Regions from separate parts of the Mus musculus genome. Here regions 2, 3, 4, 5 and 6 are each linked to region 1. Evidence: chromatin contacts called from public Hi-C, HiChIP or PLAC-seq and promoter capture Hi-C data. All regions are on one chromosome and are shown on one strand. The core of a region is the stretch at or near the end of the contact, and the rest is flanking DNA. Distances in the headings are between cores, read along the strand shown. Region 1 holds the start of Abtb1 (ankyrin repeat and BTB (POZ) domain containing 1). Region 2 overlaps Chchd6 (coiled-coil-helix-coiled-coil-helix domain containing 6). Region 3 overlaps Gm38708 (a long non-coding RNA gene). Region 4 holds the start of Gata2 (GATA binding protein 2). Region 5 has its middle 25 kb from the start of Dnajb8. Region 6 overlaps Eefsec (eukaryotic elongation factor, selenocysteine-tRNA-specific).

Region 1 (4,585 bases), core at 1,226-3,725:
TGATCTCCAAATCTGGGCTCAGGAACACAGATGGACAGAGGGCACCTGCAAGGGTTCCACACAATGCAGGGAGGAGCTGGAGCCCAGCCCCTGCTCCAGAGCTCACTGATGGCACTCACCTTCCTCGGCTCCCTCCCTTCACCTGAGGCTGGACTGTAGGGAGCTTTCCCATTGGGAGGGAGTCCAAGCCAGCCAGAGCAGCCTGCAGTAGGGAGGCACATGCCGCCTGTGATCTTACCACTGGGAAAGGGAAGAAGCTAGAGACCCCAGCTGTGGGCTGCAGTTGGCATCCCCACAGAGGTTCCAGGGATGCGGGGCCTAGCATGGATGGCTAGGGTGACATTACCTTATGCCTAAAGATGAAGCTTGCTTCAGGCCTCTGCCTTTGGTGAACTCAAGTCTCCCAGATGCCATGTTGCTTTGTGAAACTGATGGGGACAGGGGTGGGGCCCCATCTATTTGGGCCGTGACTGTCATCACGTCTCAGTGATGTGCAGGGCCAGAATTGGTGCATTCAAAGTTGTGTTGGTGTAGAAACACAGTGAGGAAGTGAAGGAGCCAAGAATGTGGACCCTGGGAGAGGCTTGGAAGTGTTCTTGGATGAACCAGTAGGGACAGAATGGTATGCCCCTCTATGCAGGTCCAGGCCCCAGGGCTGTCAGGGGCTCTAACTCACCCTTGGAATGTTAGCTCTTAGGGCTTTCCTGATACCCCCACTCTTAGATTGGCATCCAGAACTACTCCACCACCAGCAGCTGCCAGGCACGAGCCACCCAGGTGCGCAGTGACTACGGGACGCTCTTTGTAGTGCTGGTGATCATTGGTGTCATCTGCTTCATCATCATTGTGCTTGGCCTACTCTACAATTGTTGGCAGCGCCGGATGCCCAAGCTCAAACACGTGGTGAGTAGGCCAGGGAGGGCTTAGGACTGTAGGGCAGAGTGTGGCTAGTATCACCCAGTGCTACCCAAGAGCCTCACCTAGAAACCTGTACCAACTCAGTTGTGCTCAGTGCCACCATCTACCCTCTCTGAGCCTGGTCTTCGAGGAGATACACAGTGAGGGGGAGTTAAGTCTCACCAAGGGATCCCTCCTCTCCTCCAGCTCTTCCTAACCCCAGTGCCCCATTCTGCAAGGCTTGAGAGCAGCTGCTCCCCTCAGTCCTAGAAGCCAAAGGCTCCTGCAACCTGCACAAGAGAAAGGGGGCAGGCCCTGCACATTCTGCCCTATCTCGTATGCTTTGAGTGGGCTGTCTCATGTATAATGCGCTGTTGGAAGGGATCAAGTGACACCAAGGGGGTCACAGGGTTTACCTGCAGAGGTTTAGGTTTGAGTTGCAGGCACTTGTATCCTGGGCCCCAAGGGAGTAGTACCCTGGGGGCTTGGCGTGGCCAACCACTGTGCGCGCCTAGCGCTCTCTCCTGCTGCTGCAGTCGCACGGTGAGGAGCTGCGCTTCGTGGAGAACGGCTGCCACGACAATCCCACGCTGGACGTGGCCAGCGACAGCCAGTCGGAGATGCAGGAGAAGCAGCCCAGCCTGAACGGTGGGGCCATCAACGGCCCGAGCAGCTGGAGCGCGCTCATGGGCAGCAAACGCGACCCTGAGGACTCGGACGTGTTCGAGGAGGACACTCACCTGTGAGCGCCGGGCCACGGGCGCGAGACTGCCCGACGCCACGGCCCCGCGCCCCTCCCGGTCCTCCACGCGGACCACTATGCTTCCCCACCGCAGCAGGCGACCGCGGCGCAGCTCCCACCCCGCCCTGCCCGGCCCCGAGCGCTTGCCCGAGGCCAGCGCGCTCCCCGCGCCAGGACTCCATTAAAGCCGCTAAGACGCGCGGGCCGCTCCGCCTCCACGCCTGTTTTTTGCCTTCCGAGGGCTGCACTCCGGGGAGTGGGTGGGATGGGCCTGGAGGAGTAGGTGGGGCAAGGGAGGCTGGCTGGGCGTGGCCAAGGACGGGTGGGCTGGGAATTTCATGGAGTTTGTGGGCGTGGTTAGGGATATGTGGGCGGAGGGTAGGGAGTATAAGGTCATCTGGGTGGAACCAGGCCGGGTGGGCTGAGCCTGAAGTAGGCTGGGAAAAGTCCTGGTGGGCGAGGCCTCGGCCTGATGTGCGGGACCTGAACCGAGCTAGACTCAGGACTGACAAGCGTTCCAAGCCTGTGGGAGGTGCTGTTTTCAGAACGGATCCCAAGAAATGTGGGCGGGGCCTGCAGCGAACTGCTCTTCCGGTGAAGCTCTTCTGAGGAGGCGGGGTCTTGGTAGTGAGCTATTCTTCGGGCGAGTGGGCGGAACCTGGGGGAATTGAGTTGTCCTCTAGACGGGTGGGCGGGGTGAAGGCTAGAAGTCCCCAGAGGCTAAGTGGGCGTGGTTAAGGTTACTGGGTGCGGCCTTGGGGAGCGGCCTTCTGGATGCGAGGGCGGGGTTCGGGCCGGACGGTCCTCCGGGCGGCAGGCGCCGCTGCGGAGTCGCAGGCGGGCATAGCTAGGCCGTGCCGCGAGGGGCGGGGCGGTGAGTGTTTACATCCGGCCGGGCACAGACGACTCCCGAGATCACTCGGCCGGGGGTCCAGTCTCTTTCGCCATGGATACCAGCGACTTGTTTGCCAGCTGCAGGAAAGGGGACGTGGGCCGTGTGCGGTGAGAACCTGAAGTGCAGGAGGCGGGCAGGCGTCCGCAGGGCTTATCGGGCACGGGTGTGGGGTTGGGCGCCGTGGGGCTCCCGAAGCTGACCGAGTCAGGGAGATCGGGCTCTAGGTCCCTTACTTAGCTCGGTGCAGGGAAACGACTCCTCTCCGTGGAGGTTCCAAGAGGCGCAGGCGCCGCTGGTGCAGCCAGTTACCAGCCTGGCGCCGAGACCGTGATCTCCGTGGGCAGGCAGGGAAGAGAAGGATCCTGACCCTTTTCTTTGATAGACTCCTTTCTCCCATGGCCCTTCCTTCCAAGTCCCCTGGTCCTCAACAGATGTGACCAAGCTGCAGCTCTCTCCGACACCAGATGCCACCTCAGAGTTAATGATCCGTCCCTCAATTTGAATGCAGCTCTGAGAGTTCAGGTCTTGCCTCAGATAGCCTCCTTGGGCTGCCATGTCCCAGTGATCGCTTTCTGGTTCATGACCTCTTCTCCTCAACATTTTATCAATTGTTTTTTCCACTTCTTCCATAGATCTGTTCTGTTCCCCTCCTTCCCCGCCCCCAGTGCCTGCATCAGCTTTCTTCTGACTTCCCTGCCATTGGCTCCCCAGGCTGAATTAGGGGCCCCATCACCTTCTCTCTCCCAGATATTAAAAGACCAAATTCTCAGCCTTCTGAACCTGGGGCTTGGCCTCTGTCCATGAAGCCATCACCCAACTCACAGTTGCAGACCCTTGCAGACCTGTGTAGTCCCAGGCCTTACCCTTCTCAGAGGCATTCCCTAGCCCAGAGAGATGTGGCCTCCTTCCCCTTCCTGGTTGTCTCTCTCCCAGATGAGAAGCAATTCTGACCCAGGCTTTGAACTTCCTGCCCAGGTACCTGCTGGAGCAGCGAGACGTGGAGGTGAACGTGCGGGATAAGTGGGACAGCACCCCTTTGTGAGTGTGAGCGGTGGGGTAGCTGGGTGGGCAGGGTGGGCCTACCCTACTGACAGCTTCCCCCTTTCCTAGGTACTATGCCTGCCTCTGTGGGCATGAGGAGTTGGTGCGCTACCTGTTGGCTAATGGTGAGAGAGGGTCAGGGTCTGCCTGTAAGCTCTGAGACCTTGCTCCATGTTTGTATGCACCCTTGATTTCTTGTTAACTCCCTAAAGTCAACACATAGTACTCTCTAACCCTCTATCCACTTTCTCACGTTACCCTTGACACCCAGGCCAGTTCTGGGGCTGTCTCCTGTACTGTACCACCATTGGTCTGCTAAACTGACTCTCTGATCTCCATATTTGCAGGCAGGAGGATCTTTCCACAGCAAAGCTGATGGGAGTGTTTGGGATAAAAGCACGTGGGCATGGTTGCCCACACCTGCAATTAAATTATTGGGAGAGAGAAAAGTCGAGACAGGGATTATCTTAAGTTCAAAGCTAGTCAGGGCTACATTGTGAGACCCACTCTGACCTCCTCTCACTTTGCCTTCCTTGGGTCTCCCACCTGCTGGCTGCCCCACTAGACCTACCCATCTCCTACCTCAGGGTCTTCTCAGTTGCAGTACTTCCTGCTTAGACTGGAGTTCCTTCCTAGATCTATGCATCTCCCGCTTCTTTCAAGTCCCTGTGCTTAGCCACCTCACTTCACAGTTCTCCCCATGTGGCTGCCACTGCCATAGTCACCCTTGGTTCTGTTTTGTAATAATGCCGGCTGTCATATAATAAACTATGCATGGGCTCCACTAGGTTCAGTTGGGGCAGGGATCTGCTAGTCACCAAGATGGCTATTTACAGGGCCAGCCCCTCAGTCTGGCCTTAACTGCATATAGTCCAATATTTACATGTGTATTCATGAGTATGCCTACATCTAAGTGCACAGATTGTATGCCTTGGCCTTCCCAAGGACCGAAGGGTTGCCTGGGCCTCTGTGGCAAGGAAGGGCCTCTGGGGAGCTGGGGAGGCCAGAGA
Region 2 (4,585 bases), core at 710-3,209, 710 kb before region 1:
TCTTCAAGTGCTGGGGTGATGTGTCAGCCCTTCTGACCAGAGCCAGGACTCACAGTTCTGGGTGTACTGCATGGGAGCCAGTTGGCCTGCTAGACTGCTGATATCTGTGGGACAGATCCCCCCATTCTTACTGTGACAGAAGATAACAGGATGACAAACCCTCAACAACAGTGACCCCTGGGTCCTGATAGCCAGGACAGCAGGGGGGCTCTACAACAGCATTCCTGATTCTCTTTCCAGATCCATCACTGAGCCTTCCTACATTCTAGGGGCGTCTTTTTCTGGACTGCATCTCAAGTCAGAAACTGTGTTCACTTTCTCCTTCTTGCCCCACCAACTTCCTTTCTGGCTTTCTCCAAGGCCTGCAATGGTTCTAACCTTGAGCATTTCTCCTGTCTGACAAGTTTGTGTTGAGAACTGCTTCTGCATGTTGTTTTATCCTCTAGGCCTGCCACATATGACTGTTCAGCCTGGGTGTTTCAGTTAGATGCTCCTCCACACCTGGGCCTAGCTCCTGAGGGTTGTGAGAGACCTTGAGAGTCTAGAAAGATCACCTTTCCTGGCATCCCATTGCAAAGACTCTCTGCCACACCAGCCACACACACCTTTCCCTAGCCCCTTCCTAGCTTCTAAGTCTTTGCTTCTGAGGTACCTTGCCTTCAAGTGACCTGGGTTGGATCCTGGACCTAGTCGCTTCCTCCTCCCCAGAGCCCCATTCTTTATACTTAGTACCCTTTCTGAAGACGATAGCCTTTCCTAAGCAGCCCTTCTAGGTTCCTCCCTCCTCTTCCTGTCCCTTTATCACGGAGGGTGGTGGAGGTGCGGTGGTAAAGCTGTGATCTCACTTCTCAGACAGTTTGGCTTCTACTTCCATGAATGCCTCCTCAGATGTCTCTATGATCTTTCCAACAAATCTGTCCATTGAGTTTCACTGTCCTCACATGGATTTCTGTTATTTCCTCTGCTGCAGCTGTCTATCTGGGCTTTGTTGTCTTAGTGTGTTGGACATGCATTATTGACATAGAACCTGCTCTGCTGTGGCCTAGACTCCCCTTGGAAAAGCAGACATCAAACAAGCAAACACTCTTGAGCTACAAACTGAGCTAAGAGAGATGCTAGTGAGGTGGACAATGCTTAGTGAGAGTAGCAATAAGGACCTAATGTAGGTTGAGGTGTGCAAGAGGCTTCTCTGAGAAACTGACACTTGGACCAAGCCTGAGGGTCAGTAGGACTTAGACTGAGGGAGGAGGGGGAGAGGTCTGAGGATGAGGAGCGGCAGCACTGCAGTCAAGGTCAGAGGAGGAGAACTCGTTGACAAGCCTGGGGTCATAAGCTGAGAAAGCTGTGACTTAAAAGGGGCAAGCAAGGGAGTCCTCAAGTCACAAGATTTCTCAAGCAGAGGGGACAGTCAGGGTTGGAGATAGGAGGGAGCTTATGGTAGGTCTTTATCAAGGTGGAGGAGGGCTCAGAGTGGAGGAGGCAAGATCAGTGGGAGGCTCACCACCATCCCAGGGAAAGTTGTGATGATCAGACAGGACACTGATTGTCTTGGAGGACTGAGTAGATAGGCAGGATATTGACTGGGAGCCCAGCAGCACAGTGAGTGACACAAGTAGAAAGACCCAGCACCCTTTTCCATAGCTCGGTGGTCTGGGCTCGTAGGGTTTCCAGCCTCAGCATGTGTGGCTTCCAGGTGGTTGCTCCAGCTCTCCCTGATGGGGAGGGGGGCCTGGTGAGATCACGGCCAGTTTAAAAGCAAGAACAGAACTGAGCACACCATTTCTAGACATGTCCTGTTGGCTGGACGGTCCTGTGGCCTCTCTCAGCTATAAGCTGTTTAGGAATTGTGTCTAACTGTCGTCAAGCTGAAGCTCTGTCACAGTGGAGGAGGGAGGCATGGCTGTTGGGGACAGATGGAAATTCTCACTCTCTGCTGTTGCCTCCTCACTGCCCCACCCTCAGTGACTCCCACATTCATCTTGTTCTGAACTCTGTGTGGCTTCTGTTCTCTAGGAGCCATTAGGAACTGTGCTGGCCACGGTGACGAATACTTGAGAGATACAGTTGAAAGGGAGGTACCGCTTGCTTGGGCTCATGGTTTCAGAACTCTCTGCTCATAGCTGGCTATATTTCTGGCAGTGAGGAGGCAGGTGGAAGGACATGGCAAAGCTAAGTTGCTCATCTCATCCTGGCTAGGAAGCAAAGGGAGGCAGAGGGGCCCCGGACATTGACGTATACTAGGTCTGTGCAACCCTTTACCAGACATACTCGATCTGGGTTCCTATCTTCCTCTCGGGAGCACCTCTTGTGTCCACAGTGAGCCACTTCCTATGGCCATGGAAAGTATTTTCTAAGAAGTTCATGTCCTGAAATCTCTGGAAGGAGCAGCATAGAAGGGCATTTGGAATTGGTGTGCCTACTCCATGAATTTCCTTTCCTGTACTGCCATAGGGCAGGTGTGAGCAGGGAAGCTGCTGTCTGCTCTTGGGAAAAGTTGGGAAGGAGGACAGACTCATAAACTGACTTCTTTCTGCTTTTCACTCTGACTCCTGGGTAACTGTTTTCTCAAAAGTTTGGCTTATTGCACAGCTTGGGAGAATCCCACTGAATCTTGGGAATGAGGTCACACTGCTGTACATCCACCCCCAACCTCTCTCGGGTCTGGCCCCTCTCTGTCGTGCTTATTGAGCAGAGTCCACTAGGTGGCAGTCCTGGGCCACTTGTTGGTGGGGACGATTGAAATGCTGCAAAAGACCCAGTGGGATGGAGAGCAAGGGTCCTCTTGCCCAAATGCCTTTTAGTGGGTCTGTAACTGCTGATTCTAGAGACACTGAACCTGGTTAGGAAGCCAGAGATGCCTTTTCTTCTGGCAGACTCTCCACCTCTCTCCTAGCCTTTGATTTTGCTAACTCTACTCTCCTGTTGTGGCTGCCCTAGGCTTGCTGCAGTTCAAGAGACCAAGTGGTGCCCCTGAGAATCAGAGAAGGAGATCTTCCAGCCCCTGTAATGCACTGGCTGGAGGATGGGCTCCCTCTTCTTGCTGTGGTTTGCTTCTTTCCGAGGATGTTGCTGGTGGCAGCTTGGCTTGAGTCCAGAGCAATAGAGGCACAGTTGGGCTTAGATGGGGGGGCAGGGTGAGAAATGCTGAGGTTTGAGGAGGGATGGTCTGGGTCATTCCCTTATCAACCATAGGTTACTGTTTTCTCAGGCTGTGTAGTCCAGGCTGCTCATAGCCTAATGCCTCAAATTAGGGTGGGATTAAGGGTGGCTCTGTGGACTTTGTCCTCAGACAGATGGTTAGGAGACAGAGGGTTCCTTGCACCATCTTCTCTAAGAGCTGGTGACATCCTTCAAGCGCCTTTTCTTGGCGTCTTTGCACAAAACAAGCAGATTCTGACTTTCTTGTAGGCGGATGGACTGCCAGTTTTGGCAGCAAGGGAGATTTTTTTTTCAAGGCCCGGAGAAGACATGGAGGGAACTCAGCTAACCTAGCGGTGACTTGAACTGTGGTGAATAGCCATTAGGTTAAAGGATCCTAATGCTGGCTCCCAGTACAGCCACTGCTGCTCATTTCTCTGAAGAAGCCAGGGTCTAGTGGCAAGAGTCCTATTCTTCTGTGTCCTTCTGGAGAGTCTCCAGGAGGATGACATGGCAAGATCATCTGTGACATTCCTATGAGCATGCTGTAGCTGGCCTGCATGCCTACCATAGCTCTGGCTTGCCCTGAATTGGTTGCTGCCAACTCCACAGCAGGGTGGGGTCTCATGTAAATATGGAAGGTCTCTGTAGGGATGTCTTTCTCAGAGAGCTGGTCCTAGCCATATTCTTCTCGGTTTCTTGGCAGCCACTCCAAGACACTGATCAGCTGCCCCCACCTGTTTTGGCCTTAATGCCTTTGTTGCTTCCTAGTAGTTGCTCAGAGCCTTCATGACTGTCCTTTAGGTAGTAGTGGGTGAAAAGAGAGCTCTGGGTTTTGTCCTCCTGTCTTGCAAGCTCTTGTACTACAGTGGTCTCAAGGGCACAGCATACATACATTCCCAGCTCACTGAAAGTTGGTGTTACTCACAAGGTGCTTGCCATAGTGACTGTCATTCCTCAGGGTTAGGGAGGAAGGACTCTGCTGCTTAGCCTTTATGGGGGAGAATACCGCCTTGAAAGTGGTGTGGCTATGTAAGTTCCAGGTGGAAGAGAAGCACATTCCTTTGTCCACAGCAGTGCTGATACCCCCAACGTTCTGTGTACAGTTTCTAGAATACAGGTAGAAAAAGGAAGGGACTTAATATGCATATCAGTCCATAAATCATCCTAGCAATTAGAGTTCTGGTTCGTTGTGTTACAGAGTCGCCAAAGAAGAAGTAGAACTCCCTCTCTAGGGGAAGATGCCTAAAGCTAGCCATGGTTCAGCTCTCAGGACTGTATACTTCTGTGCTTGCCTGGACACTCCCTCATGGCAAAGCTGTTGCTAAGGTGCTGAGACTTAGCAAACTGGGGAGAGAGGAGGTAAAGTTATCCAGGAACATTCTTCCTGATGTTTCCTTCCAAAGCAGACTGTTTAACTGCTCCACTGCAAAGTGAAAAGCATGTG
Region 3 (4,585 bases), core at 740-3,239, 680 kb after region 1:
CAATTGCTTAAGTTCAAATGAAGAGGAATTTTCATCTGTACTTACCGTATTTGAATTTTAATTACATTAAGTATAATGCTACTTCTACTTAAATGGCTTCATTACTTAACGAGTTCTCTGGCTTTTGCTTTGTGAGTCTTGCTCACTGTCTGCAGTCTCCTGGGTCTAGCCTCAAGCACTTCCTTCATTTTTTTTCTCCTAAGATGCGTCTGCTACCCAAAGATCATCTCAGGGTTGTGTGGAAATGTCTTTAGCTTGACTCTCATCTCACTTAAGGTTCAGGGTTGCCTGTAGCCTCTGTCTGTTCCCCTCATCCTGTCCTCCCCACCCTGCCCCCGTGGCAGGAAGAGCTAGGGAAGTTTTCAGTAGTAACTGTAGAAAATACTTGTCTTCGCTTCTGTTGTACAAATGCCGATGTGCTTCGACTCCTCAGAGTCCTCTCCATTCTCTTTATGGGCTATGTAAAACCACCCATCAAGCTACCTTCACAGTCACTAATTCTTTCCTCAACCACTTTAAAACCTACCTAGAATTTGTGATTTTACGTTTTCATCTTGCTTGTGTTTTTCTTTTTAATTTATTAATTTTTTATTTATTAATTTATTTTTAATTTATTAACGTGTGTCTTGTTTGGGTTCCCGCAGAGGCCAGAAGAGGGTGTTAGATGCCCTGGAGCTGAAGTCACAGGCAGTTGTGAGCCATCCGATGTGGGTGGGTGCTGGGAACCAAACTCTGATCCTCCAGAAGAGCAGCAAATGCTTTTACTCACTGGAGCATCTCTCCAGCCTGGGAGACACCCTGTCGTCTGTGTCTTTCAGTTTCACAATATCCTCTTGTTTGTTTCAAGGGCTGGGATTTAAACCAGAGCCTCATGCAAAGCCCTGGTTCTATTACTGACAGTTGGTCCAGCTCTCTGTTTGCTTTTGAAAAAATATTTCCTGTGTGCTCATTGGCATTCCCTATTAATGTGACATTGTCTCATGCATGCATTCCTGACATCTTTAATTGTGTTTTCCTTAGAGAGAGAGAGAGAGAGAGAGAGAGAGAGAGAGTGTGTGTGTGTGTGTGTTGTGTTATAGGGCAGCATCTTATCTGTTAAATTCTGAGCACAGGCCCAAAGAGCTTCTCTTTGTTGCCTCCATTTTCCATTTCCTTATGCTTCTTGTTGAGGCAGCTCTGAGGGACAACCTTCTTGCCCTTCAGCTCAGGACCAGCACTTGTTTGCTCTAGAGTTTGGGGGTGCGGGGGCAAGGCTTCATACTGGCAATGTCACCTTGCCACCCCCATGGCCGCCTTGGTCATGCCCAAGGTTCCTTTGGAGGGACCCTGGCAAGTCTCTTTCTCGTCATTTCCTAACCACATGGAGGGCACTGGGATGACAGAGGGCACTGGGGTGACAACACTGCTGGCTTCAGCAATGATCTGGGTTCGAACTGCTCCACATTCTGACCCAGTCAAACGCAGGCTCCTCTGGAGTCATGGTCTGTGCTTTTGTGTGTGTGTGTGTGTGTTTAAGTTACCTTTGCCCTCATCCCACTGTCCCCTCACCTTCAGCTTCCAGGAAGCAAGAGACGCTCCAGGGTGAGAAGCTGGAGACGCGTCTTTGTTCCCTGGGGCCCCGGGTCAGCGGATGCTCTATGACTTGGTGAGTCAGCAGAAGGCATCTCCTGTCACCAAGTGGGTTCTTGTCTTGCCCTCTCCAAGAATAGACTAGGCAGAGAGCAAAAAGTTCAAAGGAAGGTACTTTGTTGCTAACTCAGGATTTAACAACTGAAAAAGGTGAAACTGATTGCCAGACCGGCTGGGGAGTCTTGAAGCATAGAGTCCAATCCTCCGCCAGAGCCGGGAACCAGCAACCTGGCCCTGAAGAATTGAAGCCTCAGACAACCCAAATTTAGAGAAACAAGCTGGCTTTCATTGACTGAATGTGAGCACACAAATAAGGAGGGACTTCGGAACACTCAGAAAAGAACTGTCAGTGTTACCTGTGCCCTCAGTTGCTATGGTAACTTTGAAGGCTTGCTGCTTTCCCACCTTGGGGCTCTGGTCATCAATTTCCTTCAGCTCAGGTTTTTCAGCTGCTGCTGTTTTGATTGACATCTGTCAGTCAGTAAGTCATTCTTTGCCTTCTGGGCTTGAGTTCCCTGGTCATATAGTGAGGGGTAAGTTATATATTAGTGATCAGGCCCAGCTCTATCTTGGAGCTGTATCTGCCATGACCTATCCACCTCTGCACTTCTCAAATATACAACTCTTGTTTGTTTGTTTGTTTCTTGACACTGTGCCTCTGTGTAGTCCTGGCTGCCGTGGAGCTCACTCCGTAGACCTTAAGCCCAGAGAGGCCCCTGCCTCTGTCTACCGAGGTGTGGCCTGTCTTTTACACACAGTATTATTTAAGGATTTTCTGTTCCTTGCAGAAAATCTCATTTTCATTAATACGCCATCCAAAAACCTCCTTTTGGAGAGTGGTGTGCAGTGAACCAGACGGACTCCATCAAGCTCCGTGGCCATTTTTTTTCAAGATCAAAATGTTTGTTTCTGCTTTCTATAAAACTTAAGTTTCTACATCTTCGAATGTAACCATAACTTGAACCTTCCTGGAATTTGACTTGCTCGGTGCCTGACTGATTCTTGACCTTCTCCCACCCTCATAAGATAAGTCCCTCTACCAAATAATTTTGAGATGTTCTGTCAAGTTCCTATACAACCAAAATTCCTCTGGAAATCCCCCAGCCCTAGAAGAATCCTTAGTTGCCTGGGAGTGGTTGCACATGCCGTTGACCCTGGAACTTGGGAGGCAGAGGCAGGCAGATGTCTGCATTTGAGGCCAGTCTGGCTTACAGAGTGAGTTCCAGGACAGCCATGGCTACACAGAGAAACCTTGCCTTGAAAAACAAAACAGGGACTGGACTGGGTAAGAGCACTGACTGTTCTTCCAAAGGTCCTGAGTTCAAATCCCAGAAACCACATGGCTCATAACCATCTGTAATGAGATCTGACGCCCTCTTCTGGTGCATCTGAAGACAGCTACTTAGACATAATAATAAATCTTTGGGCCCGAGCGAGTTGGGCAGACCAGAGTGAGCAGAGGTCCTGAATTCAAATTCCCAGCAACCACATGATGGCTCATAACCATCAGTACAGTTACAGTTACATAAAATAAATCCTTTAAAAAAGGAAAGAAAAACAAAGCAAAACAAAGAACCAAACCAAACAAAAACCTCAACCTTAGTCTTACATTTTTTGAGCTACATAAACCCCACTTTCTCCTGTGCTCCATGCTGTTCTTTCAAACCCCACTTTAGGGAGGCAGCCCTTTCTGACAGAAAACAAAACTTGTTTAACTTGACTAAAAAATGTGTTTGGTGGGATTACCATGTAGGCTGGGGTTACCTGGAGTCAGCTGACTACTTGCCATCAATGAGTTCGATGCAGAGCTTCTCTGTGGGGATGAAAGGCATCGTTTCTCATCTGAGTGGCTATGAGCTCAGGAGGCAGAGGGACATGCTTGCTGCATCTCACCATCACAGGCCCTGTCCTCTTTTCTGGCTTCTTGTTCTTAGAGAAGACAAGCCCTTTCTTGCCAAAGTGACATTGTGAAATGTCAGGGATACTCTTTCAAGCAGTACCCATTCATAATGCTTGAGGGCTTTACAGCTGCAGGGTACCCTGGGAACCCCTGCACTCAGGAAGCTGGAAGGATGATGGATGGATGGAAGGATGGATGGTTCAAGGAGGATGATAGGTTCAAGGAACAGCTGAGGTTGCAAAATAAAAATGAAAATGGACTTTACAGCGTGACTCCAGACACCTGCCCTGCTCCCGTTACTTCCGTGCCTATCCACTTCGCTTGCACAGTACTTCAGATGTGTTGTTACTTCTTGTGAAATTCCCACGGGAACCCTTGCTACTTAGGGTATTATTTCCCCACTTTTCAAGGGGATGGCGAAGACTAGATAAAGCCATGAAGCAACCACGTTTCCCCACTTACTGTACACGCCTCAGCCTCCCAGGCACATGTTCTCTCACAGAAATCAAACCCAGGACACAATTTTATCTTTCCTGCCACCGACTCCACCCACACTGCATCTCACCCCATCTCCTTCCTGAATCTTCCCACCTTTCTTGGATCCACAGCCTGGGAAGGCAAATGTCTGCCAAATCAAATAGGGTAGGCAGGGTGTTGGGGAATGGGGGCATTGAGGGGTCCTCAGAGGTGGGCAGTGGGAAGCCTGCTGTGAATAGAGGGCAGCAACAGCTCTGTCCAGGACCCAACCAGAAGCAGGGCACTCCAGGGACATGTATGAAACTCAACCAGAAGCAGGGTGCTCCAGGGACACGTACGGAACACTTTTCCATCCTGAAAGCCACAAGGACTCCGGCCTCCACCCTCACTGCTTCAGGAAAGGGGCCTGTCAAAGCGGGAGGCAGAGGGAGAAAAGAGGACCTCTTGGTGACTGTAGCTTCAATAAGATCAAGGTTTACTATCTCTGAAGCAACAGCCCAGCTCAGGAGGCACAGTGGCCTCTCCTCAGCTCATTTGGAGGAGCAGGCTCCTGTCTGTCCAGCTCCAGCAAACTGGCTC
Region 4 (4,585 bases), core at 1,379-3,878, 640 kb after region 1:
ACGGCATGCACACACGCTCACAGACACACGTACACATAAGTACACACTGACTCCTTCCCTCACCTACAGCCTCCATTCTCCCCCACGCCCAGTCACGAGGCTGCTCGGTCTCAGCTGAACGTTTGGGGAGGGAGACAGGGAACCTCATTCTGTGTTTTAGCTGATACTTGTCAACCTTGGAGAGGAGGCCATGAGGAGGGGTGCGGAGAGGAGCTGAACATGGGGGTTCCTAGGAGCACTTAACGGCAGGATGAAAGTTTTAGGGGTTTCTTCCTCCCCACAGGGAACTTCAAATGCCTGTGGACTATCAGAGATGACCACCACCCATTCTTAAATCAGGCGCCCTAGCATGGCCCCTCTATCAGACCACGGACCCCTTTTACAGAGGCACACCACACCCACAGGCCCTGAAGTCCCACACCTGCCTTTACCTGAGCAGGAGCGAGCCTTGCTTCTCTGCTTAGGGGTGAAGCTGGAGGCGGGGCCACCCAGGAAGCCTCCTGGATGGAAGAGACTGCTGCCATAGTCATGAGCTGCGGCGGGCACATAGGAGGGATAGGTGGGTATCGGGTGGTGTGTTGCAGGCTGGGTGCCCATGGTAGCTAGGCCCGGGCGCAGGGGACTGCCGCCTTCCATCTTCATGCTCTCGGAGAGTGACACTTGGTACTTGACGCCATCCTTGTCCTCACCCCGGGCTACACTACCCCCTGCAGAAGAAGAGGCCGGGGAAGCAGCTCCTGTTGTGCTGGGGTCTGGAGACACTTCTTTGGGTGGCGTGGGTGGGAAGCCGAAGAGATGGGAGCCCGAGTGGGCTGCAGTGGGGGTGAGGGAGGCCACGGAGCTCCCACTGCCTCCCCCGCTCCCACCCGCAGCCCCTGGGTAAACAGACAGAGGCCCTCCGGGTGCTCCAGCAGCTGAGGGGTGCAGCGGGGTCTTGGAGAACGGGCTGACGGTCCAGGGACTGTGGTGATGGGCAGCGGCGGCAGAGAGAGCTGCTTTGCCCCCGTCCAGCCACGGCAAGCCTGGGCTGTGCAACAAGTGTGGTCGGCACATCTGGCCTCCGGTGAGACGGGCTGTGCAGAGGGAAAGGGGGTGAGGATGACCAGGGGCTTCAGAGCCATGACCCGGGCACACAGGATCACAACTCAGCGAACTACCATCAGCAGCCCCACCCTTTAAAACATCAGAAACGTAACACCTCAGCCTGTAATCATCAGCAATGTCAGTGAAAGGCCGAAGGACAAGTGACACAGCAGCCCCACCGGACAGGGCCCAGAAGGATTCCCCCACCCCCACCCCCGCCAAGACACTTGGAAATGGACCGAAACCCTACAGGTCCCAGACCCTCCCTAAGAAGTCCCTGCCTCCATCTTCTTAGGCCCGATTTCGCAGCTGCTCAGATTCCTGTGGATCCCACATCCGGGAAGCAGCAACAGGCCGTCCCCCCTCCAAGGCCTGGCCCGGGCGCCAGGCTTCCAGAAACCTCGGGGGCCAAAGCTCACCATGCGCCGGGCTGTAGGAAACGCGCGCGCGCGCGTGGGCCGGGTTGGCGTAGTAAGGGTTGCCCTGCGAGTCGAGATGGTTGAAGAAGACATCCACCTCGTCGGGAGGCAGCAGCTGTGCTGGCTCCATGTAGTTATGCGCCAGGCCCGGATGGTGCGAGTCGGGGTGCTGCGCATTCAATACGGCGGGGTGCGCCATCCAGCGAGGCTGCTCAGGCGCCACCTCCATGGTCCACTACTGTGTCTTGGGAACCAGGCGAAGGTGGGGCGGCCCTGGATAACAGAGGGAATGTGAAGGACACTGCCGCCTTCTGACACCCCCATTCCCAAAGTCTGTGTCTTGAGAGCAAAGACGTTCCATCGGAGCTTCACTGAGGACCAGTCCCGGGTGGAAGGAAAGCGCAAGGTTTAAAACGAAAGGAAGGTGAAGGAAGGGGTTCAGCCTCATACACTTGCAGGGAAACTCGCGTTCCCACAGACGCAACTCCACATACACGAGGTCACACACACGGATAGGTCCTGACATCGGTGACCCCCCCAAAACGCACGCGGAACTGAAATCAGGTTCTCACACCGTGCCCCTGTCCTCTGGGCACACAAACACATAAACTCTGACTAAAAGTTAGAGACAGTTGCCTAGACATCCACTCTGGGGCACACGCTCTCCCACGCCCCCGTAACACTTTGACAATATATACACAAACTAACCCCCAACACCCCGGGCCACCCCAAAAAACGCACCCGCAGTTCCTGGGGCTGCGAGCCGGTCCCCAATGCACTCTCTAGCAGTCAGCCAACCTCTCCCCAAAGCATAAGAACGTAATCGCCCACAGGAGATCCTGGTCTGAGCTCCACAGAGATCCCTCCAACCTAGGAATGTCCACAAGCCCCCTGAACCTCAAACTTACACTCGCAGCGGCGCGGGAAGGGGAGGGCTCAGCAGTAGAGAGTAAGAGACACCAGGAGAGCCCGGGTACGGCGGGCCCAGCGACAGCGCGTTCCAGGGCCGGCGGATTCACGGGATAGGGGTGGGGGACAGCGCGCGTCTCGGCCTCCGGCCCGCCCGGCTCCGGCCCCTCTGCATCCTCCGGCCGCCCTGGCGCCAGCTGCCGACTCCTGCACAGACGTGAAGCGGGGGCCGCGCACGCCTATGAAGCCGGCGCCAGCCAATCAGCGCCGCGCGCCGCCCAGCCTCCGCCCCCCCATTGGCTGCTCCCGCCGCTTTGGCCGCTGGACTTCGGGAATGACCCGCAAGCTGGCCTCCTAGGCTGCCTGGCCCCCTACCAGCGCCCTCTCTGCGGCCTCTGATGCCAACGCCCCCCCCCCCCAGGGGACCTTCGCCGTGGGCAGACCCTGCACCCCTCCGGCAGACGCTCAGGTCTTCCAACCTCTGCCCTCCCAGCAACTAGGCACGAATAGGGTCCCTGACTTCCCAGGAGCCGAGACGTGCACCTTCTGGGTATCTCTCTGCTGGGACCACAGCTTTCTACTCTCGGGCGGAGCCCCACCTCCACTGCTACGGACGACGGCCAGCCCAAATCCAACTGACTCCCCAAACTCTCTGTCCTTCTATCAGGGATAGCTGTGCAAGAGGCTGGTAGGATCCGCTGGACAACATGAGTCTAGGGATTGTGGACTTCTCTAGGGCACCCGAACTTTGAGCACTAAGACACTTGAGGCTGTGCTAGACCAATAATGGTCGCGGTCAAGCCAGTGGCCCAGGGAGGGGGAAGGGCTCCGGGCGGGGCCTTAGTAGACCACCAGGCTGAACTGCCTGGGGCGAGGCCGTGGAGCGGGAAACTGGCGCCAGAGTCGGCTGAAGGGAGACTCCCGGGGTATTAACCATATATATTTTTTCTTTCTAAGGGTCCCCGAGACGGTCTTTAGGGAGAGGGAAGCAATGTTGTGAGCACTTTTTCCCCAAAGTCACCTGGAGTTTTTCTCCACAACACCTCCATTCTGGAGAGACAAGTGAGTTCAGTGGCGAGTATACAAACCTAGCTCCCTCCCTGGCTATAGATGGGAGACCTAAACTCCAAGAGTCCAGAAAGAAGCTTGTGAGTCCAAGACTTTTAGGGGAATCTAGACAGGTGCGATGGATTGGCCAAGCTTGGAGCCCTCCACATAGCTCCTCTATCTTTGCAGGGACCGAAACCCCTAAAGAATAATTCCAGAGGAGTCCCAGGTTGGTCCCGAGCTGGGGAAAGGCTGGGGTCCCCGCCGCCCCCAAGGATGGGGGAGGGGCGGCAGGATTGACAGTCCGTAATTGGGTAACTGGAGGCGGCTTCTCCGGCCCGGCGGCCCCGCCACCGCGACGCCGGGCCCCTGACGTCACCCGATTCGCCAGGAAATGAACTTTTTAATAATCCAAGGAGGGTGGAAAGCCCTCGGTCCCCTCGGCTCGGGGGGCGCCCAGCCAGGAGGGCTCAGCTTCTCGGGCGCGCCCCCGTCACCCCCTCCCAGGTCCTCTGCGGACAGCGCTGAGGGGGCGCGCGCACGGCAGGGCCTCCTCTGGCCTCTGCGGCTGGCGTCCATCTGTCTGTCCGAGGCCCTGGAACAGGTAAAGGCCTGGGGCCCGGGGTGCAGAACTCCACTGGACCGGAAACCCGCGCCTCTTGCTCCCTGGCGCGGGGGGGGGGGGGTCCTGCTGTCCGCTGTATTCCCCGCGCCTCTGTGCTCCAGAGCCATCAGGGGCCCAGGAGGCTCGGGAGTCCGCGCCCAGCCGAGGCGGGAGGTCTAGCAAGAGGGATCCAGGGGCTAGAGGGGCGCGAGACCGCAGTGCCTCGGGGTCGGCTGGGCAGGTGGGTGGTCTCAGTGCCAGCCAGATTCGCGCTCCCACTGCGCGGTTCACTTAGGACCCGCTTTCGGGAAGGCTTTCTCGGCTTCTCCCAGCCTTTAGCCCATGATTCTCCATTAACGAGCAAGGCGAAATCGTCGTGGAGTTTCCAGATTGTTCTATGTCCCTGGAACCTAGCAGGAGATTCTAAAGGCCTCTCAAAGCCGGCGATAACCCCATTTTCGACAACGGTACCCCATGCGGCCGAATTCCATGGCCCTGCAGAGTTCTAGGAGGAGAACGCGGT
Region 5 (4,585 bases), core at 1,537-4,036, 600 kb after region 1:
GGGATGCTACTATTTGGTCAGCCTTCACCCACAGGGCAATGTGCCACCTTGAATATTCAAAATACCAGCCACATCTACAGCTCCTCCTCCACTGTTGGTGAGCTCTATAGCCACCTGCCCCACCAGCCCTGTGGGGCCAGTGCCCCCCCCATCCCAGCTCCCAGCAGACATGTGGTACCATTCTACCCTCCGTGGACACCATGCTCCCCAGGCCCTCCTGGACCACATCTTCTAGCTCCATTGCTTCTCTGCTGTTCAAAAGCTAAATTTGGTTCTCTTAGCCTGACAGTTAAGGTTGTAGGATATGGTTGGAGCCCACTAACCTGCCAAGACCACCACTCTTCCACTGCCATCCTTGATCCTCGCCAGGCTCTCCCTCCCCTTCCTGCTGTGCCACAGAGAGCACCTCCTGCCCCAGCTGCCCAGTGTCCCTACACAGGCTCCCTCTCCCGGCTTCCGATGCCACACCACTCCTTCCTGCCTGCTCCGGATCCAGGGGAAGAGCAGCTAACTCTGGCTCAGCAGAGATGTGACCAGGACTGAGGCCAGGTGCCCAGCGCGGCTAAATTTATTCTCTCCTCACCACCACCTCGCCTAGCCCCTCCCCAGCAGCCATAAAACTGAACCAGCTGCTCCCAATTCTACCCAGCACCCCAATACCTTAACCCTGCCCAACATCCTAAAGGCCCAACACTCTAACTCTACCCAAGCCCCTAACTCTACCTAATACCCCAATTCTACCCAATATTCCACCTCTACCTGGCACCCAACTCTATCCAACATTTCACCCAACACCCAAAATTTGCCCAGAACCCCACCTCTACCCAGCACCTCAACTGTTCAGCACCCCAAACTCTGCCTAGCATGTGTACTCCCTCCTCAGTGGGAGGCTAAGACCCTCACAAAATACCTGGGATGGAACCTATAGAAACTATAGGACAAGAACCTACTAAGGGTTACTAAGGAAACCCAGGAGCAAGCAGGGAGGGGCTAGAGCTGGGGGAAGCTGTTGAGAGCTTTGCCTGTCACCAGAAGAGCAGGCACTGTGATAAAAGACAAGTGGGCGGGTGAGGGTTGAGAGGAGGTGAAAGGCACCTCCACTCCCAAGCGTGCATGGTTGTCCCCTCTCAGAGACCCCAAATGGGTCTCACAGTGCTAGAGACCCTGCCCCCTCGACAGCTCTCTCTTGCAGCCATCATTCCTGACTTTGTCCTGTAGGCTCCTGACCTCCACCAGACTCACTCTTCCTAGAGGAAAAGACCCTCAGCGTCCTTGCCACCTCCCCTGCAGCCCCAGTCTCTGTCTTCAAACCCTTGATCTGTTTTTTTTTTAAATATTTTATTTATTTATTATATGTAAGTACACTATAGCTGTCTTCAGACACTCCAGAAGAGGGAGTTGGATCTCATTATGGATGGTTGTGAGCCACCATGTGGTTGCTGGGATTTGAACTCAGGACCTTTGGGAGAGCAGTCAGTGCTCTTAACCACTGAGCCATCTCTCCAGCCCTAACTGTTTTTTTTTAAAGGTTAATAATGTCATGTGTTGGTTAGGAAGCAGAGAAACCTGAAGAAAGGCATGTAAGAAATGATCCACTCCAAGGCAGCCAGGACTGCCACTCAAAATATCTAGAAATGGTGAGGGCGGGGGGGTGCTCAGACTACATTGGAAGTGTTACCCAGATAACCTTCTAGGGGACAGAGATGTCTGTGCATCCCAGAGGTGTGTGTCATCATAGGGATCCATGCTCACAGCTACGTAGTTCCCCTTTCTTAATGGACATGTTCCATTCAATCCAGGGTGTGGGAACCGGGATGTGTACAGTGAGGCCCTGGCTCCTTCCTATGGCTGCCTTTGGCCCTTCATCCTGCCCCTGGGTTCATGCTGCAGCTCTGGACCAGGGGCCTTCATTCCCGTGCCCAGACCTGGCTGGGGAGAAATCAACCTAATCCAATGGAGAAAAGGAAAGACAGACAGACAGACAGACAGACAGACAGACAGACAGACAGACAGACAGACAGACAGCAGACAGGAAAGAGAGAGAGAGAGAGAGAGAGAGAGAGAGAGAGAGAGAGAGAGAGAGAGAGAGAGAGAGAGAAACGAGAGACAAAAAAGAACTGATAGGTCAGGACCCACAAGGCAGGGAGACCAGGCCACTCTGATTGCCCGGGCTGACTGCAATTAAAGCCTGTAATTGATTCCCTCGATGGGGGCCATTTCAATGCAGGGAATTAAGGTTTTCTTCCAAGATAGAAATAAAGATTAATTTGCAATTTCCTTCCTCGCTGCCCTTGTGAGAACAGCCCCTGCCTAAAGGAGCTCAGTCCTGCAGGAGGGCAGCAGACCTGGCCTCACGGACTGGGCCCCAGAGCAGCCTGGAGGGCTCCAGATCTGTGTGTACCAGGCTCAGATGGAGAGGCCCACCTGTGCCATGTCTTCAGACCAAAGCCTCTGAGGGTTTGAGCTTTGGCTTCTGACTAACCAGTGGCCTTGGGGGAGCAGTCTCGGCTTAGGGAAGAATCAGAATCAGCAGGGGCCCCACAGAAGAGTCAACTCCTCTGCAAGAAATGGCCAACAGGAGTGAGTGGAGAGCTGCAGGCTTTCCTGTCATGGGGCCCTTCCAACAGAGCCAACTGGGCCCAGGAAAGGCTTCCAAGGAGCACACATAAGCACTACAAAGGGGCCCTCATGCAGCCGGGACCTTCACAGCCCCCTGTGGTAGCCCTCTCCTGAAGGGGGTAGCCCTCTCCTGAAGAATTTAGGCTCCCTGTGTGCTTCCCAGAAGTCTCAGCCCAGCACCTTGAGATCAGCACAGCCCTCCATCCCTCAGAGTTCTCTGTTCCATTATGGGGCCTTGCAGTGTGTCTGGACCCCACCCTGTCACCTTATGTTGCTCAAGATCCATCTTGCTCAAGAATGGGTCCAAGGGGTTCCCATCTGTACACACTCTGAGGTTACTACCTAGGGGCTTGGCTCTCCTGACCGTTTTGGGGTGACTTGTGGGTGACTCAGTGACTAGGTGGTAGAAACAGATTATAAGAAGGTCTCACATCTCTCTGCAGCCTGGCCTGTCTCCCCATTGGCCTGTCTCCCTCTGCAGGTACAGAGGCCTGCTGCCCTCCTGAAATCTTCCCTGGCCCTCCTATGTTCCCTTGTGACCCACTAGGAAACCCATCCAAGTGTTCCCTCCTGCCCTGCCTTCAGCTCTTCCTCAGAGGATACTAAAGCCATCATAGAAATGAGAAAATGTCAGCACAACATGAAGACAGGCCCAGACCAGACTGTGACAGCTCTGCTGGGTCCTAACCCTACCTCTGTGACTGAAGAGCCATCTGGGCCCCATGTCCCTGGGCTGCACTGAGCCTTTTCATTCCAGGCCAGTGCTTCTGCTAACCCTGACTCCCCAGAACTCTGGGCTACAGAGAGGTCAGGAGCCAGGTCCCAGCTTCAGGATAACTATACAGGAAGCTGTAGGGGAAATGGTGCCTCAGTTTCCCTGAAGAGCACATACTCAGAAGGGTTCTAGCCTGAAGTGGGCTGGATGCTGCAGGCCTCTGTGTTCAGGCAGAAAGTCAGTTAGTGGTCCCTAGCAACAGAGGGTTACTAGGGGTTTAATGTGGAACAGCATAGCCAGCCACATTTTACACCAGAGGTGGGCCTTGAAGCCTGACCACCATGGATGGAGGTCAGCCTGGCCCCCACATTCTTTAAATTTTTTTAAACTGATAATTATACTGGAGTTTCCTGAGCTTTTGCCTGGGCTGGATTCAGTTGGTCCCCTAAGTAGCCCCTGTGTGAGCATTGGCCACCCCCAGGAAGAGTAGGCTGGGTCATCCCCCGTGGAGACCCAGCATACAAAACTGCCTGTGTGTTCAGCCTCAACAGACCTTCTGAGGGCAGTGTTAACGGGGAATCTGTGCTGCCCTCAGCAGCCAGAAGCCCCTAGTACCTTTGAGACTCTGGTTGGCTACATCCACCATGGCTGTCCTACAGATGCAGTAAGGCCTGCCTGGAGCAAGTGTCTCACCCTCTCTGGGCCCTAGCAACTGGAATTACTAATGGACCCCGTCCCAGTGGGTAGAGATATAAGTGAATGGGACCCACCACAGACACTCAAAAACTGTTCCACACCTAGTGCTGCAAAGCTGAAGATGTTTTACAAAGAGTTCTTGCCCCCAAATGGAAGCAGCCTGCTTTATTGACTGGTGACTATTAGCTGATGGACGGATGGCCGAATGTGACCTGCCCAGTTGGCAGAAAGCCCCAGGAGCACAGGTGAACCATGAAAGTACCGCAGCCTGGAATATCATGCAGTGTGTGTGTGAGCTGTCCAGAACAAGTGGGGAGATCAGAAGGTGATGCTGGAGGTAGTGGAAGGGGGTGCTGGGAGAGGGCTAAGTTTCTTTTCAGGGTGACAAGAATGTATTAGAATTTACTGAGGTAGTGTGCACTCAACTATGTGAACACATTAGGGCCCAGAGATTGGACACTCTGAACATTTTCACTGGTGTGTGTGTGTGTGTGTGTGTGTGTGTGTGTGTGTGTGTGTGTCCACACCCAACAGTGTGCCATGGTATAGGTACAT
Region 6 (4,585 bases), core at 815-3,314, 580 kb after region 1:
CATCAGAGGCCTGCCTGAGGGCCTCCATATATGTGAGTAACTCCACTAGCTGTGATGAACCACAACTTGGAGCCATAAGGACAAACCTCAGCTGGGTCAGAGCACAGTGTGGTATTTTGGAAAATGTCACATGTCAGTAGACAAGAGCCACTTTAGACCATCAGCCACTATGCTGCATGGTTCTATAAGAGGTCGAGATAGCTGCTGTGAAGGCAAGAGGTTGGAACACACGGGCCATTTGGGGAGAAGAACCAAGGCATGGTCACTGAGGGGTACTGCCCTCCAGACCTGCTTTGGGAACAAGGACCCATGTGCTCTCAGTACGAGGAGACCTAGCTGAAGTGGAAACTGAAGGGTTCTTTGGAGAGTCAGTTATGTTGGAAGGTGTGTTGCCAGGGCAAACACATGAAAGAGTGTTTTCCCAGAATGAACAGAGGTGAAAGACTAAGGCAGACTCATGAAGGAACATTTCACTGAAGCAGACACAGGCAGGAGGATGTTCTGTTAAAGCAAACATGTGAAAGGACATATGATGAAGGATTCTTTGCTAATACTACACCGTGTATCAGTCCAATTTACACTGCATAGTTGAGCTGCATTTGTCAGGACTCTATGGACTCAGGCTGATTGGATGCATGTGCTGAGGCAAGACCTGTGCTGAGGCGAGGCACGTGGAGGACACATGATGTTTGGAGGGTGTAAATAGGACTCCACGGAGTGATGGAGACAGAGCTTGGCTTGCAGGTACAGCTAGCTATACAATGCTTATGGGTCTCACATCTTTGCGATCTTCGATTCCCTAAGAAAGGCACAGCTGAGAACTTTTCCTGGTGTTCCTCTGGGTCCCTCCTGCTGACTGGAGCCGAGGCTGAGGCCTAACTCTCTCTGCTAGGTCATATCACCACTGTTGCTAACCCGACTCTACAGAACTGGACTGCTAATGTATCCATGAAGTGTTTGTGAGTGGATCGAGCTGCCACTGCCAACCTATGAACTGAACTGCTGGTTTCCAGACAACACAGACAAGAGTTACTCTAAAGAACCTTTCTAAACAGGTCCCCTTCCCCCATGTCCTTTCTTTTCCACTACCTCTTGTGGGTGGTAGGCTACAAGGGAGGTTAAAGCGTTTAAGAACCATCATTAAAAATAAGGTTTGAAAAAAATTAAAGTTGCACCTAGCCTTGGCAGTTATGGCAGGAAAGCAGGCTGGAGTGTCAGTGTCCCAATGAGACATACCACTTCAAGCCACAGCCAGGTCTGAGATACTCCCTAGAGGCTACACAGGTATAGCCAATCATCTTACACAGAGCATTGACTGTGTGATTAGACACCCTGGGTGGCAGGCAAATGGCGATGAGGGATAAGCTGTCAGCCCGCAGCTTCAGGAGCATAGATGTGGACCATGCTGCCATGCCACCCCTGCCCTTCATCTGCCAGCCACAGAGGACAGTATATCGGTCACCTGGGCTTGTTTTTCCCTCTGCTCTGGCAGCAGAGCTGATACAGTAATCAGGATGCCACATATGGGCCCTGGAAAATGACTGCTCCTGAGCCTTTGTTCAGTCTCATTATTCTCTATGGCTTTTTCCCCCAAGTCATAAAAATGACGTTTTTAATATGTGGATTTTTTTTAAAAAAGAAAAAGAAAAAGCAATATGAAGGTAATATGAAGATGACTTTTATTGTCAATAGCTCTACCTTTTAAACCAGTTATCGTAATTTCTGCTCTAGGTATTTTAATTGAAGATTAACTTATGTTAAAGAGTGTACATGTGGAGGGTGAGAGCATTAAAATTCTGCCTTCCTGAGTGGTGGGGGAAAATACTTCTTGGGAAGCCATCAGGACCCTGCCCTCAACCCCTCCGGCATTAGGGCTGCCTTTCCTTAATCTTTCCCACTTACCAGGAAAATATAGGTCCTCAGAACCTGTAGATTGGAGCAGACCACACCATAGCCAGCACTGCCCCTAAGCACAAGGAAGGGAAGGTGGAAGAGGTGTACAAAGTGTTGAAGGCATTGATCTAAATGAGGAAGTCCACCCTGTGGTCCTGGGCAACTTCCTGAGTGTCTCTGGCCCTCAGTTTCCTGGCATATGAATGGTCTAGAAGTGGCTGCAGTTAAGGTATGACTGTCTGGAACATAGTCACCATGCAGTGAGCATTTTCTCTGACTGGCCCAGAGATCTGTTGACAGTGGGGCACTAACTAAGCTTTCTGTGGCCAGTAAGATGGTCTTCCTTCAAGGTCCCTCTAGGTAGCACTTAGCTAATTTCAAAACAACTTTCCCCACATGGGGACACCCAGCAGCCCTCAGATGCAGCCAAACAACATTTCCCCATGGTGACCCAGAGTGTAGAAGCCTAATTCCCAAAAGTCTCTGTAGAGATGTCCTGAAGCCTAGACCTCCCTGGTGACAGTAAAGCAGTAAAGGATCTGGCCTGCCTTGAGCACCAGGCTGCAGTGGGCACTTCATAAGCACAGCCCTGGACCATAGCTGTGAGCCCTTACCTGCCTGGGTAGTGGCTCACCTGTGGGATACCCATGTGGCACTGGCTAGGTAAGAGGACATGTGAGGGGATGCTGGAATGGCAGTATCAGAAGTGACATGAGATTAACATCCCATGGACCCATTAAATAGGAGGTATTCAGCCACCAGCACACTTCTTGCAACCCTGCCCTGCAGAGACCACTCATCTCTCTCCCTTTTTCATTCTTACTACCTACCCACCCCACTTAGCTTGGTCATGGTTCTATCCCACTCCCAACACACCTCAGCTCTGTGCCCATGCTGCCCCACTGCCCTCTCACCCCGTCCATCCAACACCATGGCCCACTGCCTAAAAGGTGTGGGCATCCCCACCTGGCAACTCTGATTGAGCCTGAGGGGAGGGGACAGATAGATCTGGGACTCCCTCCTTATCCTCGCCCCAAAGGGCTCCAAGTCTGGGTGGATATGGCCAGCAGAGTTGGAAGAGCTCCTGTTTTCCAGGACTCCCCCTTCCTCATCTGCTGCTGCAGTCAGAAGCTATGCTCCTCACCCCCAGCCTCTGTGGGTTTAGAGGCTGTCTGGAACAGAACCATACTCAGGAACCCTTCTGCTGGTTCCAGGCAAGCTGAAAGGACTAATATGGCCTTGCTGAAGTCTCAGAGGAAAGTTCAGGGCCTTGATCCCAGGAGGAAGACTACCAAGGTACAACACTCCTCTTATTGAAAGTCTAGGCAGAAGGCACTAAGGCAGTTGCCATAATCAATCCAGTGAGGGAGCCCAGCAGAGACTGGAACTGAGGCAGCTGAAGCATGAGAAAGGTTCTGTAGGAGGCAGGCAATGTGGTACCTAGGCATTATAGACCATCTGAGCACATGTGGGGATCTAGAGATTTCTTCAGGAGAGGCTGAACTGGGAGAGATGGTTAAGATTTGTTCTAAAAGGATTTTGGACAGCACAGAGGTGAATAAGCAGAGAGGGGCTTGCAACAGTGACTGGGAAGTTCACATAGACTAAACCATGGCCCAATCAACAGGACCTGCACTGAAGAGGCCCTGGAACCTTTAAGGAGCATATGTTAGCCCTCACTGTGCACAGGGGCTTGGGGTAGGATTGCCAGAAAGTCCAGGGTTCCATGTTGCACATGAAGTGCCTCCTTGTCAGTGAGGACCTGGACCTGGGGATGTCTTAGTGCCAACACATGCTTCAAGGAGCTGCAGTTACCTCATGGGGTGGCAACCTCTCAGGATCAAGTAGTAGGAAGCTGGCCTTAGGTGGTTGACAGCTCAATGGCTGACAGAAAATGTCTCCCTAGGCTGCCCTCCATAGGCAAAGCCTCCATCTGAGTCTCAAGACCAAGTCATTTCCTGTCTGGATTAGAGTGATTTTGGTTTTCTTTTTTAGAAAGCTTATACATACTATGCCATTTTTCCTCCGCACACACCCCTATCTCCAAAGTACCTCAATCTCCAAAGCTGGGCTGCATTGCGTCTTCAGTTAACTTGGTGCGGGAATATCTCTGCAAAGGGTCCTTTTTTGTTTTTGAAGAATTCATTGTTGTTGCTAAGAAGCTTAATATAAATTAAAGAAGGAATTAGGCAACATTAAGACATCAAAATGGGCATGCAGGGCCCGTTGCCTCTGTTTCCTCCCAATCAAAGAGGTATGCGAGCCATCAAGTGTGCTCCAGAGCCTCAGAGGGACTTGGTTCTGTGGTTACACAGCCTGCCTGCCACCCCCTCCCCTAATTCCTTTTGTTACTGGGACAGCAGAATACAGTTCTGCTTCTTTCTTTAAAAAAAAATTAATCACCTTATCTCTTTAAAGCAAATTGCATCTTTGTTTACATACATGACCGTTGCAGAGAAGGAAAGAGGGAAAGCAGGGAGCTGGTACCACAGCTGGCAGGGATAGGCTTGTGAGTCTGTGAGCACAGGGCCTCACCTAAACACACAGCAGGTAGACGCAGTCACTCCCACACAAGTTCAGAGGGAGCCCAGGAGGAAGTGGATTTCTCTCCCCAGATCTGTCCTTCTGCCTGTCCCCAGCCAGGTGAGGAGCTGATGACAGTCTGTTGTGGCAGACAGGAGAACCACATTCA

The links. Promoter capture Hi-C pulls out the DNA fragments that hold promoters and counts their contacts. Hi-C and Micro-C count contacts between places; a contact is called where the count stands out from the background. HiChIP or PLAC-seq counts read pairs in DNA pulled down with a chosen protein or histone mark.
Region 2: a contact with region 1 is called in a promoter capture Hi-C map of hippocampal neurons, with 2.6 times the contacts expected there. The contact joins the enhancer-like site here to the promoter of Abtb1 in region 1. A contact is called at or near these places in 1 of 39 promoter capture datasets (hippocampal neurons), 1 of 15 datasets of contacts at CTCF or cohesin (the NIH/3T3 cell line), 1 of 484 Hi-C or Micro-C datasets (cerebellum) and 3 of 9 other capture datasets (adipose tissue, embryonic stem cells and pancreatic islet).
Region 3: a promoter capture Hi-C map of trophoblast stem cells shows a contact between it and region 1, with 4 times the contacts expected there. The contact joins the enhancer-like site here to the promoter of Abtb1 in region 1. A contact is called at or near these places in 6 of 39 promoter capture datasets (cranial neural crest, embryonic stem cells, frontonasal cranial neural crest and 3 more), 2 of 15 datasets of contacts at CTCF or cohesin (the NIH/3T3 cell line and large pre-B cells), 12 of 115 datasets of contacts at active chromatin or transcription factors (astrocytes, embryonic stem cells, large pre-B cells and 2 more) and 1 of 9 other capture datasets (pancreatic islet).
Region 4: a contact with region 1 is called in a promoter capture Hi-C map of embryonic stem cells, with 7 times the contacts expected there. The contact joins the promoter of Gata2 here to the promoter of Abtb1 in region 1. A contact is called at or near these places in 14 of 39 promoter capture datasets (the 3T3-L1 cell line, cranial neural crest, embryonic stem cells and 7 more), 3 of 15 datasets of contacts at CTCF or cohesin (embryonic stem cells, large pre-B cells and pro-B cells), 39 of 484 Hi-C or Micro-C datasets (B cells, the Ba/F3 cell line, CD4 T cells and 18 more), 27 of 115 datasets of contacts at active chromatin or transcription factors (the NIH/3T3 cell line, acute myeloid leukemia, astrocytes and 13 more) and 2 of 9 other capture datasets (adipose tissue and embryonic stem cells).
Region 5: a contact with region 1 is called in a Hi-C map of the G1E-ER4 cell line, with 2.3 times the contacts expected there. The contact joins the enhancer-like site here to the promoter of Abtb1 in region 1. A contact is called at or near these places in 1 of 39 promoter capture datasets (the 3T3-L1 cell line), 2 of 15 datasets of contacts at CTCF or cohesin (the NIH/3T3 cell line and large pre-B cells), 3 of 484 Hi-C or Micro-C datasets (all in the G1E-ER4 cell line), 3 of 115 datasets of contacts at active chromatin or transcription factors (all in embryonic stem cells) and 1 of 9 other capture datasets (embryonic stem cells).
Region 6: a contact with region 1 is called in an H3K27ac HiChIP or PLAC-seq map of acute myeloid leukemia, with 2.6 times the contacts expected there. The contact joins the enhancer-like site here to the promoter of Abtb1 in region 1. A contact is called at or near these places in 1 of 39 promoter capture datasets (the 3T3-L1 cell line), 1 of 15 datasets of contacts at CTCF or cohesin (the NIH/3T3 cell line), 1 of 484 Hi-C or Micro-C datasets (the G1E-ER4 cell line) and 2 of 115 datasets of contacts at active chromatin or transcription factors (acute myeloid leukemia and fetal liver).

The regions. Positions count from the first base shown.
Region 1 is chr6:88,839,825-88,844,409 of GRCm38.p6, reverse strand. It overlaps Abtb1 (ankyrin repeat and BTB (POZ) domain containing 1), which reads left to right and starts at 2,475. Exons shown (of 12, transcript NM_030251.3): 1 at 2,475-2,641; 2 at 3,510-3,572; 3 at 3,645-3,700. The coding sequence starts at 2,586. It overlaps Podxl2 (podocalyxin-like 2), which reads left to right. Exons shown (of 8, transcript NM_001347327.2): 7 at 724-903; 8 at 1,434-1,853. The coding sequence ends at 1,643. It overlaps Gm15612 (predicted gene 15612), which reads right to left and starts at 1,556. Exons shown (of 3, transcript NR_045880.1): 1 at 1,314-1,556; 2 at 347-929.
Region 2 is chr6:89,551,610-89,556,194 of GRCm38.p6, reverse strand. The region is part of intron 4 of Chchd6 (coiled-coil-helix-coiled-coil-helix domain containing 6); the gene reads left to right. Among named protein-coding and RNA genes, the nearest start is that of Chchd6, 42 kb to the left of the region's middle. Within about 2 kb of position 1,959, at least 38 of the 459 cell types and tissues checked have an H3K27ac peak or open chromatin away from gene starts, as enhancers often do. A contact at or near this core is called in cerebellum and hippocampal neurons, where this site is marked.
Region 3 is chr6:88,158,460-88,163,044 of GRCm38.p6, reverse strand. All of the region lies in intron 2 of Gm38708 (a long non-coding RNA gene), which reads left to right. Among named protein-coding and RNA genes, the nearest start is that of Gm38856, 8.4 kb to the right of the region's middle. Within about 2 kb of position 1,989, at least 4 of the 459 cell types and tissues checked have an H3K27ac peak or open chromatin away from gene starts, as enhancers often do. A contact at or near this core is called in trophoblast stem cells, where this site is marked.
Region 4 is chr6:88,196,707-88,201,291 of GRCm38.p6, reverse strand. Gata2 (GATA binding protein 2) reads right to left here and starts at 2,628. Exons shown (of 6, transcript NM_008090.5): 1 at 2,411-2,628; 2 at 1,503-1,775; 3 at 432-1,073. The coding sequence starts at 1,731. It overlaps Gm38708 (a long non-coding RNA gene), which reads left to right and starts at 3,909. Exons shown (of 4, transcript XR_001785312.2): 1 at 3,909-4,585.
Region 5 is chr6:88,244,727-88,249,311 of GRCm38.p6, reverse strand. No RefSeq gene overlaps it. Among named protein-coding and RNA genes, the nearest start is that of Dnajb8, 25 kb to the right of the region's middle. Within about 2 kb of position 2,786, at least 5 of the 459 cell types and tissues checked have an H3K27ac peak or open chromatin away from gene starts, as enhancers often do. A contact at or near this core is called in the G1E-ER4 cell line, where this site is marked.
Region 6 is chr6:88,263,025-88,267,609 of GRCm38.p6, reverse strand. The region is part of intron 6 of Eefsec (eukaryotic elongation factor, selenocysteine-tRNA-specific); the gene reads left to right. Among named protein-coding and RNA genes, the nearest start is that of Dnajb8, 43 kb to the right of the region's middle. Within about 2 kb of position 2,064, at least 11 of the 459 cell types and tissues checked have an H3K27ac peak or open chromatin away from gene starts, as enhancers often do. A contact at or near this core is called in the G1E-ER4 cell line and acute myeloid leukemia, where this site is marked.